2 separate regions of the Mus musculus genome follow, and region 2 is linked to region 1. A link is a contact called in public HiChIP or PLAC-seq data. All regions are on one chromosome and are shown on one strand. Each heading gives the region's core, a stretch centred on a gene start, on an enhancer-like site or on the middle of the called end of the contact. The rest is flanking DNA. Distances are from core to core; before and after follow the strand shown. Region 1 holds the start of Tspan3 (tetraspanin 3). Region 2 overlaps Peak1 (pseudopodium-enriched atypical kinase 1).

The links. HiChIP or PLAC-seq counts read pairs in DNA pulled down with a chosen protein or histone mark.
Region 2: an H3K27ac HiChIP or PLAC-seq map of microglia shows a contact between it and region 1, with 6 times the contacts expected there. The contact joins the enhancer-like site here to the promoter of Tspan3 in region 1. A contact is called at or near these places in 6 of 39 promoter capture datasets (the 3T3-L1 cell line, 3T3-L1-derived adipocytes, the C10 cell line and 3 more) and 2 of 115 datasets of contacts at active chromatin or transcription factors (memory CD8 T cells and microglia).

The regions. Positions count from the first base shown.
Region 1 is chr9:56,159,518-56,162,475 of GRCm38.p6, reverse strand. Tspan3 (tetraspanin 3) reads left to right here and starts at 1,406. Exons shown (of 7, transcript NM_019793.3): 1 at 1,406-1,676. The coding sequence starts at 1,614.
Region 2 is chr9:56,263,292-56,266,249 of GRCm38.p6, reverse strand. The region is part of intron 3 of Peak1 (pseudopodium-enriched atypical kinase 1); the gene reads left to right. All of the region lies in intron 4 of Peak1os (a long non-coding RNA gene), which reads right to left. Among named protein-coding and RNA genes, the nearest start is that of Peak1os, 23 kb to the right of the region's middle. Within about 2 kb of position 1,394, at least 153 of the 459 cell types and tissues checked have an H3K27ac peak or open chromatin away from gene starts, as enhancers often do. A contact at or near this core is called in the HPC-7 cell line, memory CD8 T cells, microglia and 1 more, where this site is marked.

The DNA of each region.
Region 1 (2,958 bases), core at 157-2,656:
TGCTCTCAAGTAAGTCTTATATTAGTGAGCATTGGTGTACCCAGGTTTGTCACTGGGACCTGGGGAGGAGGGGTGGATGTTATTTATATCTCTCCCTGAGAATGGATTTAGCTGCACCTGTCACTCAGTACAGTGTTCTAGGTCTGACCCAACCATCGCGTCTCATGTCTGCTTGCCTCTTTGCTCATGGTATATCTACCCTCTTCTACTGGAATGAAAACCCCACATGGGCAAGCATTGTCTTCTTCCTCATGGTGGAATGCCATCACCTAGAATAGGTGCAGAGTGAGGTCTTGGGAACATGAGTGGGTCTTTGATAACATGGACATTGCTTGATACAGATGAATAGGATGCTGAGGTGCTTGGGTATTTCTGTGAATGCCCAGGGAAGATGATGAACCAGGGAGGCTACAGGAAAAAGAGATGTTTGAGGACAGGTAAAGAGGTCCCGAGTAAGGGAGAGTGCAGGACAGTGGCAGAAGTACTGTGTGTGGCTGAGGTGGCTTCTGCATTAGATCACTCTTCTATGTGTGGCTGCAGGCAAGTTTGGCATCCTTTCTAACCCTTAATTACCCTACCAGTAAAATTAGTCTGACAGTCATCTGAAGCTGGGGGAGGGGTAGTGGCATGAATGAACTAATAGTTAAAAGAAGCTAATATGCATGCAGCCAGCAGAGCGGAGGTCACATTGCCACCAAAGCTGATGACCTGGGACCCACAGGGTGGAAGTAAAGAACTGACTCCCAAAGTTGTCTTCTGACCTTTACTTCTGTGCTGTGGGATGTTTGTGGGTGCACACGCACATGCTCACACAGACACACACACACAGACACACACTCCGTTTTTATTTTTAAGGTGCTAATTGCTACCATTCATTTAAGATTACAGGAAAGAGCGCACATGTCAACATGTATGAAGATGTATCTGTAATTGCAAATCTCAGTCCAAAGAATAGAGCTGAAAGGGTGGCTGCCTTGCCCAACCATCTCTGCTTTGCTAGTGCGCCAGTGTTTTCTCCTTTCCTGATGATTTTTTTTTATCAGAGCTAGCAGAGCTTCTGGCATACTAAATTCTTCATAATCGTGTGTTGATGTCCACCGTATTTCTTCCCAACTTATATGGGGTGCTGCTTAGGTATCATGCAGTCACGAAAATCCTCATGTGAGGTGGGTCTTTCTAGGGAAGAGTAGTTAACAGAACAGAATTCTGTGGTCTTCCAGTCATTTGGTCTTGTAAAAGTAACTCAATAAGACGGGGAACGTGTTTGTCCCACTAGAAATTCCCCAGAAGAGGATTCTACACTCAAGGACGGTCAGAGGCCAGAAGAAAAGGCGCGGAGGCGTCGGCTCCTTTAAGAGGCGAGGCCACCTCGTTCTCCGCGGCGCTGATTGGCAGAAGCGGCCGCAGACGCGGGACTTAGTTGCCTGGGAACGGCCTAGGGGGCCTGCGGCGGGCTGCACGCAGCTGCGAGGTGCTTGCTGGGGCGGCGCGGGGGTCTGCGGGAACGCGGCTCGGGCCCAGCAGTTCTCAGCAGAGCCGCCGGCGCCATTGCCTTCTCGCTCGGTGAGCGCCGCTCCGCTCGCCCAGCCGGGCCTCCGCCGGCCGCCGGCACCATGGGCCAATGCGGCATCACCTCCTCTAAGACCGTGCTGGTCTTCCTCAACCTCATCTTCTGGGTGAGCTGGCGGGGAGACCGGACAGGGGAGGCCTCTGTGCGGCGCGTGGGGACCAGGCGGGCGCGGGAGCCGGCCGAGGGGTCGCCCGGGCCCTGCGGCCTCGGAGCTCTTGGTGAGGTCCTTCCAGGGCCCAGCAGAGGCCAGGACGGTGCCGACCGGAGGTCCCGGGGGGCCTCCGGTCCGCTGGCACGGTGCCAGGGTTACGCGGGTCGCCGCGGCGTGAGCCTGCGGGTCGCTCTGTTCTCAGGGCTGAGTCTGTCGGGACGCCAGGCCCGAAATGGGATACTCCCCTGTGAGTCGGGTCCGCTGTCTTTGTCTGAGTCCTCGCAGAGCCAGCGGCTGTCCCCAGGTCATGTAGCAGCTACGTGGGGACGCCTGTCGAGTCCCGGGCCAGGAATTTCGGCTTAGAGCTCTTTGTATAGAGTTGGTTGGCTGGTAAGCAGCCCAGAAAACGGAAAGGATTCAGCGTGAAACAGCAGAGCATTTCTTTGATCAAGAAAATCGCTGTTGTGGGGATGGGTAGCCTGAGGTTATAAACCCTTTTAAATGTATCAGCTGCCAGGAGATTTTTAAAGCAACCAATTCACTTCTATAAAAGGTTGCTCTTTGGAGGGGCTCGGGAAACCTGGCCCCAGAGAAAGTGCTTATAACCGACCTGTCTTGAGTCAGGTCATTATCTCACCTGGGACTTTTTACTAACCTGTTGTTCTTTGGCCCTCTCCTCCGTCTTGAATCCTTCTGGACTTTGCACCAGGAAAAAAAACTATCAAAAATGTCGTCTATCACATCTTTTTTTGTTTCTTAAAAAAAAAAAAAAGAACAGCTTAATATTAGAACAGTTCAACCTTTTTACTTTGGTACTCTTACTTAAAGTCTGGTAGTGTACTGCAGTATGACCCACACACTACTGTTGGGTGTTTTCTGATAAATTATTAATTATGGGCACACTACTGGTGATTTGGGACCCAACTGACCCTCAGGTTCTCAGGCTGGGATCAAGTTTCCTTTTTCCCAGGTTTGTTATAAACATTTGCCATGGGCAGTTTTCCCTGTCCACAGTACTCAGGATAGTCTTTGAACAGTCCCACTGAGCATACTTTAGTATATCATCACCCACCCCCACCACTTCCCACTCAGCTCCTGTCTCGGAAAGTATGCACATCTATTCTGGAAAGACTTCCCATTCCTCTGGCCTCTAACAAAGAATGAAACCTTTCATGTCCCAATTGCTGGTAGCTTAAAAGGATGATCTGGATAACGAGGCACTTGTGATTATTTGTGC
Region 2 (2,958 bases), core at 145-2,644, 100 kb before region 1:
CCATACTCCTTTATGATGGTCGGGCTTTCCTTTGGTTACCTTTAAGGAGTACTGTGTGAGGAGTTTAATAGACCCCCTACCCAGTCCCTCTTTAAGGACAGGAACTGCATCCCTCTTAGCAAGCGCAGATGCTGACAGTTTAGTCCAAGATTGAAATCCAGGGAGAATTGGTTGTTTTGTGTCAAATCTACTTGAAACAGTTGGGCAAGAAGCACACTAATTATAGCCATTGTTGAGCAGCAGAGAGCAAAGAGCAGCAGTAGGTTCTCAGAAGGCCTTCATGACTCAAGATGAAATCAGCTACTCTAGAATAGCTCTATCTATAGCTCGAGGGGTTTCATCCTGGAAGTTATGAAATAGAATTTTAGATCATGGGGTAAATCCTGGCTAGCTTCTGGAGGCAGCTTCAGCCATTAAAATTTCCCATCAACCATTTCATCTGTAGGATTTGCTTTAGGGTTCTAAGAATGTGGTTTGGTTTGAGCCTGCGCTGGTCTCATGTGCTGGTCTCTGTAAGTTCAAATGTGTATCAGTCCTGCTGTGTCTGGACACTGTTTCCTTTGAGTCATCCCAGCGATGACAGGAAGTGGACGCAAGTCTCACCCCTAACTAAGATGCTATTTGCAGTTGATACTGGCTAGGAAAGGGAAATCAGTTTTCTCCAGCAGAGTGTTTTGGGATGTATCAACCACACTCCAAGGAAGTCAGTGTAAAACAGGCTCCATGGGACTTGGAGTTTTTAAGGGGGTGCTATTTAGAGTTTGTTTTGTCTTATTAGTTTTTTGTGTTTTATTTGATTTTCATTTTTGTTTTGTTTTTGGAAAGGGGGAGTGGGAGAAAATATCAGGTTGGGTAGGTAGGGGTCTGGGGTGAATTTGGGGAAAGGGAAAACATGATCAAAATTATGAAAAATTTTAAATAAAAGATTATAAAGAATATATAAGCAAATGAGCTTTAAAAAAAAAAACCAAGCATTACATTTTGATACTCCTTATCAGACCTGCTCTGGCAAATTCGTAGAGCGTGTCAGAGCAGGTCGCTGTGTCTGTATGCACATGCTGCAGGAGACACTTTTATTTCTTAATGTCTCAACTTAAGTTCGGTGACTCAAGTTTCCTGTTTGGACAGTGCTGTCAACGAGAGGGCACGAGAAGGGAAAGCTGTAGGTATTATCAATTGCCCTTAAGTGATTCTGCAAAGGCAGGAAAGCCAGAAGACCCGGCCTCGGATAGACCTGCATTGGGTATAGCTTCCTTCTCTAAGGGCCTGCATTAAGTTAAAATAGTTTTGACAGCATCTTTAACTGAACATCTTTGTCTCCAAACATAATTAGTGTTTAAAGCGGAAGGCATCAAAGTCCAGGTTTTGTGGCTTAGACAGCAGCTCCATCTGGTGCTTACTGGAGGTGTGTGCTCCTTTCATCTCCGGGTTCCAAGCAGCATAGATACAGATGTGCACAGGCCTTTCAAAGGAACGGCCACACTAAAACTGGCTTCTAGCGATGACGTGAGTTAACTGGTCTTGATGAACCTCATTTGGCAGTTTTGTTAATGTGGTTGTTGCTGATCAATTCAAAAGCCATCATTTGGTTTAACTAACATACTCAGATGGAAATAATTTTTCATATTTATTAATCTTGGAGAAAAATAAAGCACATACTACTTACAAAGAAAACCTGTAGTACCTTACGAGGAATAGGTCAGCTTGGTTAACAAGCTATTAGGCAGGATGTCTTCCTCTTTTCTGTTCAGTGTCATATGATGCTTAGTATACAGGATGTGGTTTTTAAAAAAGAAAACTTGCTGACTCGAAGGAAATGCCTCAAGTTGCTAGTAGAAATTAATTCTGAATAATAGGTTTACACAATTTTTCTGCATTCATTGTATTCCATGTTTGCATTGGGGTTTTTTATTTCTTCAAGAAGACTATACTACAAAAAAGGGGCAAGGCTAACAAAAGTAAATTAGCAATTTTAAACATATGCTAGGCCCAGCAAATGGCTAAGCAGGTAAATTTGCTTATGCTAAGCCTAACAACTTGATACAGTCACTGGAACCTGCATGGGTGAGAAGAAAAACTGACTTCTGCAGGTTATCCTCTGACCTCCGCAGACATAAACACATACATCAAATAAATACATTTTGTAGACGAAACATACATAGTATAGCCCTAGTCTCAGTTCTGGTCTCACATTTACTGTAAATGTAGGAGAATTACTTTCTTTTCTGGTCTTCAGAACCCCTGGTTCATCAAACAACAGAAACAAAATGAGAGCTTCGTCAGTTTTAACATTCTCAGATTTGAATTGTGCTCTCTTTCCCTGCCTTTTCTGCCTCTCTTATTCTTCTCTGTCTTCCCCCCACTATCACCATACAACATTATCTACTTTCTCCTATATTAAAATCAAGAAGTCCTTTTTGAATCTAACTCTTCCTACCCAAATCTTTTCCAAAGAGTCATCTGCCAGTGTCCTGCCACTTTGCTGTCCAGCCCACCAGTCTGAATTCCATCCTCACTGCTACACCAGAACACAGAGAGGCCAGCCTACGCTTGTTCTGCCAAGTGTACTGGGACACATAGGCCCTCATTTCCCAGTACCCCTGAGCAGCATAGGAAATAGCTGTCTGCTCTTCTGGCGTCCGCCTCATCGTTACCTTGAATGTAGCTTTTATTTGCCCTTTTTTCTGAGAGAAAGGGGTAGTTATGTCTTCTCCCTGGTTCACCCCCAGCATGTTCTCTACCATCCCCATGCTCTTCCTAGCCTAGAAAATACCCCCAAGCACTTGAGAGGCACACAGTTCTCTCCTGTGTTCTAGATTGGTGAAAATCAACAGCCTACTCTGTTGTATGTGGGCTCACAGAGCATGCTCTGATCATCTTCCCTGCAGAAGTTATGCCATCTCCAGTATTCCTATCTTGGTAAATATCCTTGCACATTGTTGGAATAAACTCCACCTC